2 separate regions of the Zea mays genome follow, and region 1 is linked to region 2. A link is a contact called in public Hi-C data. All regions are on one chromosome and are shown on one strand. Each heading gives the region's core, a stretch centred on a gene start, on an enhancer-like site or on the middle of the called end of the contact. The rest is flanking DNA. Distances are from core to core; before and after follow the strand shown.

What was found. A called contact is a pair of places that touch in the nucleus more often than the background predicts.
Region 1: a contact with region 2 is called in a Hi-C map of leaf, with 4 times the contacts expected there. The contact joins the promoter of LOC103632681 here to the enhancer-like site in region 2. A contact is called at or near these places in 2 of 25 Hi-C or Micro-C datasets (endosperm and leaf).

The regions. Positions count from the first base shown.
Region 1 is chr7:107,931,399-107,936,765 of Zm-B73-REFERENCE-NAM-5.0, forward strand. LOC103632681 (probable inactive receptor kinase At2g26730) reads left to right here and starts at 2,328. Exons shown (of 2, transcript XM_008654427.2): 1 at 2,328-4,079. The coding sequence starts at 2,618.
Region 2 is chr7:107,757,207-107,762,817 of Zm-B73-REFERENCE-NAM-5.0, forward strand. No RefSeq gene overlaps it. Among protein-coding and RNA genes, the nearest start is that of LOC103632680, 100 kb to the left of the region's middle. Within about 2 kb of position 3,970, at least 17 of the 20 cell types and tissues checked have an H3K27ac peak or open chromatin away from gene starts, as enhancers often do. A contact at or near this core is called in leaf, where this site is marked.

The sequences.
Region 1 (5,367 bases), core at 1,078-3,577, 170 kb after region 2:
CCGGACTGTCCGGTGCACCAGGAACAGTAGCCCTAACGGCTAGTTCCAGGTGGCACTGTGGAGAAAAGAACACTGGACTGTCCGGTGTCACATCCGGAGTGTCCGGTGTAAAAAGCATGCGCATCAACGGTCGGCTGCAGTGTCAGACCAACGGCTAGGCGCACCGGACAGTGAACATTGCACTGTCCAGTGCACCACCGGATTGTCCGGTGTGCCGCAGAGAGCACAACTTTTCTCCAACGGCTATATTTCAGTTGGGGGCTATAAATACACCCCCAGTCGGCCATTCCAAGGTGTGAGAGCCCAAGCAACATACCAAGGCATATAGTAGACATTCCCAAGAGCTCATACACTCAAGTGCTTAATAGAATCACTCTGTGATTAGCATAGGTGCTTTGCGAAGTGCTTAGATTAGTTAGACCGCTTTAGCGCTTGCTCTAGGTGAACCCTAGTTAGTTGAGCGAGTTTTGTAAAACCACACAACCCCTCAGCTCTTGCGCGAGCCGTTGTAATTGTACCGAGTGGGACGAGAGTCTTGCGAGACCGTGACAACCGCGTTTGTCTCACGGTCACCAACGTGTGCCGAAGGGAACGAGGCCCGCAGCGTTTCAGCTGGAAGCTCGATAGTGGAGACGGCGGGGAGCGTCCGATAGGAGCCGGAAGCGTGGCACCACTTGCACGTGGAGAAGGCCCACGACTCTCTACGGAGTTACTCAACCGAGGTGTTTGGCCCTCGCGTGGGCTTCCTTTGCGTAGGGACACCAACGAGGATTTTCGGGACCTTACGTGGTTCCGGATACCTCACTAAAAATATCGGCGTCATCCACGAAAGTTTGCATCTCTACCTCACTCTTTAGCTTCCGCATTTATATTAAGCATTTAAGTTTCAATCTTGTCTTTATACTTATATTGTTGTAGATTGAAACTTAGTCATTGCGGTAGAGATAACAAACACTTAGACAAAACCTAGTTTGCACATTCTAGTTTGATTAATTGCATATGTTTTTATTTGTGTCCTAGTTTAGAGAAAGTTTTAGAAGTACTAATTCACCCCCAAAGACGTCACTTGTTTCTTTCACTCTCGTTGCAGCGTATCTTCGTGTCGTTGCCTTTCGTAGTCCTTGAATCGCTGCTAATCCTCAGCCGACAGACTCTCGAGAGTCGGCTTCATGATGTTACTGTGAGAAACATCGGTGCAAACCTTTGAACCGGTCATATGTGGCTGATTTTCGATAGATCACACCTAACTATGTCCCCAGCGGAGTCGCCAAAAAGTGTGTTGGCTCTGATTCGGGACCAAACATCAGGAGCATACCACCTGCGGTGCTCTTTGCGGCGGCGCAGACGGTCCGCGATCCTGCGGCAGGAGCGGGTTCCTTTGCTCGTGTGTTGGACTGTCCATGCTATAGGTCGGATGGTCCGCGCGTGCACAGAGGGTCAAAGATCCCTAGAGCTTGCCCCTTGAGAGGGACCCGTCAGGGAGGAGAGTTCCAGGGTGTGCTCTAGGATCGACAGACCACCCAGGACGTCCCTAAACGACGTAGAATCGAAGAGAGATGAAGATTTGGGGTCAGGGAAAGACTAAACTAGGTCTAGATTACTCCTACTCCTAATGCGATGAAGGTTTATTGGTTCAATTGTTGATACGCGCAATCGATCGTACCCTTTCATATAGAGAGAGGTTTGGACCCGTTTCTAGTCATTTTCCAATAAAATCCGCGTATTTAGTTGGATAAACACGAACGGGAAAGGAGATACTCGTCTGATCTAATCTAATCGCGGATCGTGTGGACCACGTGGCGGACCGTCCAGGCTTCTTGAAGTACCATATATGGTGCTCAACCAGCCTAGCCCTTACGGAGGCGCATTGGTGCGTTGAGGCGCCGGCACCATGGCGGCCGGCTCGTATCGTATGCGATACGGAGCTGTCACTGTTGCACAATTACCGAACCTGTGTCTATTGTCTAGTCAGTGTCAGTTATATGCAAAGATAATATTGCAAACACCGAACCCTGACCAGATCATGCTCGCATCATCACTGCCAGCCAACTACGAGTGAGTAGCACAACCAGTCGTCCCAAAAATCAAGATTATATATAATCACAAGTAACAACAGCTTCAGACATATGTCGAGTTCAGCTACGTCAACCCGAATTATTCCTGTCGACTTCGGGACACATATTTATATTTTCACCGACGGAGACATGCCCGTTAACCGGATCGCCGGACCTGTTCGTGCCGTCGCCCAGGGCTGCCGGCCGGCGTACGCGGACGGAGGCGCCAGCCCGGCATCTGGCGCCCCTCCAACACTGCCGTTTGGCCGCACCTGCATGTCCCCTGCGACCGACCGCAATGCAAGGCGGCCCCCGGCCCTTCCCCTGCTTCGTAGCCTCCGCCCCGTCGTCCGCTTCGAACGTGCCAGCTTCGGCCCGAGCTTTTGACACACCCCTCGCACGCGGAACCCGATCGAGCTCCAAACTCCTGGCGTCTCAGCCTTGCTTGCCATGCCCAGCTCGTAGCCTTAGACAATCAGGCACCGAGCGCGGGCGCCGTTGCTCCTGAGCACCTCATCCGGCGCTGGCACTTGTTCTTGCTCCGTCCTGACTCCTGAGCCATTATGGCGAAGGCTGTGGCTGTCACTGCACTTGCAGCAGCACTCGTAGTGCTGCTGCTGCTTGCATGCTGCCCATGTCGGGCGCGAGCTGACGAATCGGCCAACGTCACGGCGTCGCTCGTCAGCTTCTTGACCGCGCTGGCCGGCGACGACGGCGGGCAGACGGCGATCAGGCTGAGGTGGAACGCGTCGATCAACCCGTGTGTTCCCGGCACCAAAGCCTCACTGTGGAGCGGAACCGTCCAGTGCTTCGACCGAGGCGTAAACGACGGGCACATCAAGAGGATCGACCTCGACGAGCAGGGCCTGAACGGCACCATCGACGCGGCGCTGCTCTGCGCCGCGCCGGCTCTCCGCGTGCTGAACTTTCACAACAACAGCCTGCGCGGCGGCCTCCCCGCGGGCATCTCGGCCTGCTCGGGACTCACCCACCTGGTCGTCAGCGGCAACCGGCTCTCAGGTAACCTGCCGTCTTCGCTCGCCCAGTCCAGGAGCTTACGCGTCATCGAGGTTTCCGGAAACAACTTCTCCGGCGAGCTCCCCGGGGGCCTCGGCAGGCTCAACCTAGAGAGGTTCTTGGCGAACGACAACCATTTCGACGGCACCATCCCGGACTTCGACCTCGACAGCATTGTGGGCCTCAGCTTCGACGTGTCCAACAACAACCTCACCGGACCAATCCCCAAGGACGCTGTCAGGTTCGGCAAAGGGAGGTTCTGGCCTAACGCCGCTGGCATATGCGGCGAGCCCTTATTCGCTCCTTGCCCGTCGCCGACGCCGCCCAGCTCGGGCTCCGAGGCCGAAGACGACGGGAAGGGGGGTGACAAGGACAAGGAGAAGAAAAGAACAGTGCCTAAGATCGTCATGTATCTCGGCTACGTCCTCCTGGGCGCCGCCATACTGGCCTTCGTCCTGTACAGGTTCTGCTTCAAGAAGAAGCGGAGCAAGCTGGGGCGGAATTCCAAGCCCAGCGGAGGCAGGGCCGTGTACGACAGCAGCAGGATGACGACGACCACGACCACGACGTCGGCGACCCCGAGCAAGACGGCCTATTCGCTGCCGACGTCGGGCGAGCACAGCACGGTCGCCGCCGAGGCGGGCGCGCCGTCGGCCTCGCTGGTAGTGCTGCGCCGATCGGGCACAGCCTCGATCACGTCCAACGCCGCGGCGGCGGCGGCCAAGAACCTGCGGTTCGAGGACCTGCTCAAGTCCCCCGCGGAGCTGCTGGGCCGCGGCCGCTTCGGGAGCTCGTACAAGGTGGTGGTGCCCGGCGGTGCGGCGCTAGCGGTGAAGCGGGTGAGGGACGCGGCGGTGGACGAGGACGAGTTCCGGCGGCGGATGGAGCGGGTCGGGCTCGCCAAGCACCCGGCCGTGCTACCGCCGCTGGCGTTCTATTGCGCCATGCAGGAGAAGTTGCTGGTGTACGAGTTTCAGAGCAACGGCAGCCTCACCAAGCTTCTGCACGGTAACCTTCTTCGCGTGCGCACTCTTTTTTTAGCTTCTCAGACTGTTTTTATGTACGGGCGTAAATAAATGAAATTCGTTTAATTTTTACAAATCAGTGAGCGATGTTCCATTCCATATCAGATACCTTGGCTCGGCTCCATGGTATATACTCATATTTTGACGTAACTTTTTTAGGTGCAAAGTAGCCCATGCCTTCTTAAATCCTAGTTTGGGCCGTATTCAGCCGACCATCGTGTAGCCCGTTCTTTTCATAGCTGAAATTGTTCGAGCCCATAAGTTTAGCCTAGTCCATTTCGCATTGGGAATCGAGTCTATATTCTGACTGTTGACCACTTGACCTATGGACTATGGATAACCAACCTGTACAAGTTCTAGTAAATGCAGACATGAGACATGTATATCTCGTCTTTTCATTAGTCAAATATTGTAAGTGTAATTAAATTTATAAAAAACACTATCAACATCATGCTTATATATTTAAATATATATTGTTATTAATTTAATGATATTTATTAGTATCATAAATATTAGTGCATTGAAAATTTTGACTTCTTCAAAATGATATGTAAAAAATTATTTTGAATGGAGCATGTCCTAATTTATAATTCATTTGATTTTTTTATTATGTTTGATCGTTCGTATTATTTAAAACTTTTGTGAAAAAAAAGAAAATTTAAAGTTACACTAAAAGTATATTATATACTAAACAATATCACAGTAAAAAATAATGATAATTATAAAAATTTCAAATATTCAGTATATTGGATACGGCCTTAGAGCACCTCTAACAGTATCTTAAATCAGTGTCTTATTTTATAATTTTTGATCAAAAATATACTTCACAGTATGAAGTGATTCAAATATATTTACCCTAGACTAGTGCCCTATACTTTTTTCAACATCATTCTCAAATTTTCTTTCCTAATAATGTAATTTACTTCCTAAAATACATGATTTAAACTGTTGTAACGCAATTTGTTTTTAGTGCCCTAAATACTTTAAACGATGTAGTATTTTAATTTTTGGGGCACAATTTAGAGTCATATTGTTGGAGATGCTCTTAGTTTTAAACAGTGACAAAGCTTCACATTGATATTAGTAGGACAGTAGTGGTAACATAGCCAGACTAGCAAATGTTAAGCAGTGTATTTAGGACCTACTACGCTACAATCCTGGAGAGTGAAGGTGAGGACCCACCAGCGGCAGCGCTAGGAGGGTAGGGGAGGGGCCTGCGGCGGCGTGAGTGAGGCAAAGGGGGACGGGCGGCGAGGTCGCGGGGGAGGGGG
Region 2 (5,611 bases), core at 2,720-5,219:
CGTAACAAGCTAACGGAGCACGCTGAACGCTCAATTTATAGTGATCAACAGCGGTGGCATCTAATTTGGGGAAGACACGCTGGCGACCGGAGAGAGGGGGAAGTCACAGGCACGAGCTACTGTGGCAGTCACTGGCTAATGAGCTACGACGGTCACTGCTAAGTTCTTACGGCTGACAACAACATGGTGAAAGGGTCACGGGGTGGCACAATCACGACGAACGATGTCCACCTCGGCGATGGCCGCTCGGCCACGTCGCCGGCAAGTGGGTACGGTGACTGGGCAGAACAGTGCCCCGACTTTATCCCTGACACGAGATCTTTTACCCTACGTAGTTATCTGTGTGCCACCGGGCACGAATCGCAGCGCCAGCGTGAATCTAGGCGCGGGGGTCACCGGCGGCGAGATTCAGTGAACCCGAGATCTTCTTCAGACTACTGTACAATCAGGGTCTTCATCAGAGCGCCTGACAGAGCATTTTCAGGGGTGTTTTTCACAAATTCTTATGTGGCAACTCTCTAATCGGTCTGCAGCAAAATTAATCTCCTACAAACTAGCTTTGATTTCATTATAAAGACCTTGATCAAATTCTCATCGAATCACACAGATTCAACCATGACACCTGATCCAATTGATAGCCTGACTTTGAGTTCATTTTTCTCCAATTTTTGTACAGCACCAATGCTTAGTCACTTAATCAAAGTTGTACTCCTATCACAGCTCTACAAGATTTATGTATGGACCTAGGGCAAAATCTTCATGAATTAAGAAATAAAAAGCTCCAAAGTTAGCTTAATCTCACTGAAATTCAGAGTTAGCCACATAAGTGTGCTTGGGACTTTTTGCAATTAAGTCCAAATTAATCCACACTACTTGAAAATCCTCCAATGCAAAAGTTGCTTGGTTTTTGATGTTCTACCATTTTGATATTTACAATTTGGTCCAAAAGTGTATAGAATTTGAATTCACCCCTAGGGTACAAATTAGGGTTTTCTAGGGTTTCTTTTAGGGTTTTGAGCACTCTAGGGTTTTTGTGCCACTCAAATCCATAACTCTTGGTCTCTTATGAATATTTCCAATGACTTTTGAGATATTACCCATTTTGGCTTACTATTACCCACATGCCCTAATCCCAGGGTTGAGTACCCTACCCTATGGTTAAGAATACTTCAAATCACCACATCACAATATGAAATGCCAATGCATATGATGTCATGCTCAAGTTTTAGTGCCAGTAACACCAGGGGTGTTACATCCTTCCCCCCATAAAAGAATCTCGTCCCGAGATTTAAGGTCCTAGGGTAAGTAGTGGAAAAGGAAACACGTCACATCTTTATTTCCTTATTTATCTTACAGAGCAGGGGGTGGTATGGGGTTTGTTCCAACTTTACAATCAGATATACACATCTTACAAGTTATATGAAGCTAAAAACCTAGGAAAAATTTTCTCCAAGAAGTCTTGAGTCTCCCAGGTAGCTTCATCTTCAGTATGCTGGTTCCATTGTACCTTATAGAATTTGACGGTTCTTTTTCGAGTGATCATGTCCTTCTGATCCAAAACTCGAATGGGATGTTCTGAATAAGTCAAATCTGGTTCCAAAGCAACATCCACCACATCGATGGTTCGATCAGGAATCCGAACGCACTTCTTCAATTGGGATACATGGAACAGATTATGTACTTGTCACACCCGGGTTTCGAGGCACCAAGACCCGGGCGCGAACATAATCACCAGGTGTGCTAGGACCAAGTCTCACATATATGATGAATCATGGCACATGATCGAATGTCACATATTTACTATATAATAGGAGTTCTGTACAAAATAAATAAATAATTATATTATAAGGAGACAACGGTCCAGCAACCCAAAGTTGACTGGGAGACGATGGCCTAGACCTCTCACGAACTCGTCACAGCATCCTCCAAGCGCCCCATCCTACGGTACCTATTCTTGACCTGTGGGGGTGTGAGACAGCAAGAGTGAGCTCACATACGTTCATAGCTCAACAAGTTGTGGGGAATAATGTGTATGAACTCACCAAAGATGGGAGCTAATGTGAAGTGTAAGGCTTACCAAAGAGAATGGTTGAAGCTGAGCATTGCTTTTAAAGTTGGTCAAAATTTTATTAGCAATTACTAAGTATAAGTAAATACTAACCCAATTAAGTAGTAGAACAAAAGTAATAACAACACCTGCGATGCAAGGCATATGACAAATTGAATTTAGTTCCATAAATTAATCATGTGAGTGTCCGAGCTTCTCATGACCGTGAGAACGGCTAGTATACCAGTTTTACACTCTGCAGAGGTTGCACAACTTTACCCATAAGTCATATTACCAATCTACCAAGAGACGGCCAATCCCATACACCTCTACCGAGGAGGCGAGGCAGGGTAACACTACGAGGCCTTTACAAAGTTCCACTAGCTTCAGAAAACCCACTACAGTTTCTAGGAAGCTCCAATGCAAGGATCCCTCGCGTGACCGCCATCGCAGCAAAATCAACCCAAGGACCTCCCTACACTGACCACTCCCCTATTGCTCTTGCCCCTTTCGGGTTAGGTAGTCATCCACTAGCTTTCCTAACTAATCAGCCAAGGGCGTCCCATACCACCCTTGTGGTAGCACTGTTTTCCTGGGTGGTTCTCCATGTTCCAATGAACATAATGATCTTAACATGAACAGTAAATAACAACTGATAATAAAATATAATATGAATAAAATGTATCTTTATACCCAAAACAACATAAAGCAATAGCAAGTACTACCCAAAAATTCAGTGGTAAACAAGGTACAAAGATAGTCAAACTAGGGTAACCTATTGGGTCCCATCAAAATTAACCTATACAGATCATGATGATTAATCAGAACATGACTGGATAAAAAGAAGTGATCAAGGGCACAACTTGCCTGACACTTGAGAAGGTACCAACTTCCTCTTCAGATGACACGTGTCCTCACTACTAAATGTAGCAATACAGATAAACATGGTAAAGGAAAAATTAGCATCACACCAAACATAAGAATAAACTTCATAATAATAGTCTACACGCTGTAACGAGATCGTAGGATCAAGAATCACTAAAATCGGAATTACTATTAAGGAGTTGTGATTTATAAAAGATCTATGTGATTTAAAATATTAAACTATATTATAAATTAGTTAGTATAAATCATATGAGAGATTATTCTATAAATAATTATCTCAACTTTAATCTAAGTCATTAATTGATTAAAGATCATCTAGCCAAATTATAATCATAAGATCATAATACTATATTAATATTAAAATGAGCTAACCCAGAAAAACATAGATTAGTCAAATTAGTTACCTAATTATAAAAGTATGGGTTATCATATAATCAATATTGCTACTTCGTAGTAAATATTTATATGAAGCTAATGCAACTCGAACGGGTCAAATTGGAATTAAAACAAAGAAGTTATGAATTTCCAAAGTTCGTATGCTTGCTACAAAATTAATTGAGTAATGAATTCTAGTATGGGTTTCATGTTAAAACAGTGTTAACAAGTAATAGACAATATTAATACAAAATTATAGGAACTAGAATGGACTAAAAAGGAGCTAAAATGAATTTTCCAGGAACTAAAGAAGTTTATGCAATTATTTTTATATTGAAAATCATTTCTGAATTGAATTTCTTGGGTTTTATTAACTATCTGGACTGCGCTTATAATACTGAGAAGCTCCGGGGTTCTGCACAAAATTCCTAAGACTCATACTACAGTCATGGTGAACTGTGGGTTTATAACCTAAATAAAATTGCAGGGTCTCATTTGTAAAGCGCCAACGCGAAGGGGTATGGATAGATTTCGGCCGCTGGATCGTGCACCGAGGGTCCAGATTAAACATAATTAAAACGAACTGGTACGGAATAGAGGCCACCGGATCCAGATCGAACGGCCCGGATTTTCACTCGAATCGTTATGCGCTCGTTTAATCCCGCACGTTGGTCGAAGATCCAACGATCCACAATCGCTATAGCTGAAACGCAGCACATCTAATCTCCACCGTGGATTTCCAGATCAACGTCTCCTACCCTTTCTTCTACCTCTGACCGACCGTCCGCCATGGTGATCGCTAGCCCTCGATGGCGCTATGAAGGCGCGATGCCCCAGGCGAACCTATGCCCCATCACCCACTGTACCCAATGCCACACGATGCAAGGAGCTTGGCGAAAGGAATAGGCATTCTTACCGGTGACCCAGGTGTTGTTGACGCCGGCCGCAGAGAACGGAAACGCACGGTCATGCTTAACGTCGTTGAGGCATCAGGAGTATCCCGCGCCCAGGCCCGCCCACAATCTACTCTCCCTCCACAGCTCCCTATCCGGCCCCTGAACGTCGTTCCCAACGCCAGGTGATGCCGGCGGCTACAACTTCTCTCTCTCCCTCTCGATCCGCTCCCCTTCGATCTCCCGCTGCTGACTCCCTCCATGATGCAGCTCGATGTTGGTGCTCGATGGACATTAAGGAGGTCGGGCGTGGCTTATATGGTTGTGAGGAGAGCGACCCAGGGTGTATTCGATGAGGTAAGATCCAGAAGAACTCCGGGCGAGCTGTTACGAAGGGCGCCAAGAATTCTGCCGTCTGTTAGCGCCTAAAGCGGAGAAGAGATAGGGAGGGGGAGTAGATAGATCCGTCGGGTGGAGCCCAGACGGCGGTCTCTGTATTACGTGGGCGCGCGACGCAGCGGAAGAAAAGGCATCCGACGAGTTGGTCCTACGGTCAGCGACCCAGCGCATCGGGGCCACGTGGCAGTGGCGCAATGGAGAGCAGGCGCGCGAGGGAGAGGAGTCAACTGCAGGAGGAAGAGTGGATGACACAGGGCCCCGCCTGTCATTCACACGTGGAAAAAAGGAAAAAGGAAGGGAGGGGGAATGGGCCCGCGGGATGAGATGGGTATTGGGCCGAAACTGTAGATTCTACCCTGCCTAGTTCTCATTTCCTTTTTCTTTTCTTTGGATTTTCATTTTTTTGATTTCTATTTCAATTTCATATTAAACTCAGATTTGAATTTCAACCTTTAAATTTTCTAGAGGAACAAATAGAATCTCAACATCATGTGCACTACTTAACCTATTTATTTAGTTACTTCAGTATTTATTATTTTATTTAGACAATGTTTTCAACATGAAATACACACACCATATTTATTTCAATATATTATTATTTTGGGTGTGTAGTCAAATTAAAGGTATATTCAAAAATTCTCCCTTTGTTTTAATAGGACCATTTTTCCAATGTCTAATTTTTATTATGATTTATTTTTGTTTTTCTTTCTCAATTTCTATTTTATGTTTTCATTTAAAGTTCTAACGTCAAATTCAAGTTATGTCTTAAATAAAATGCCTTACACAAATATGATAAGCAAGGGATGCATTTCCTTCATTGTTTATTTAATGGTTGCTTAACTAATTTGATATTATTAATTGATTATAAATAGGAAGGGTCCTAATATATTATCAAAGGTTTCAAAAATTCTAGAAACATTATCATAAATATATTTATTTATTTATCTTTTTTACCATTTTTAGGTCTTACAGTATTGCAGATAATGTTTTAGGTAGTTGAAGTATGTACGCC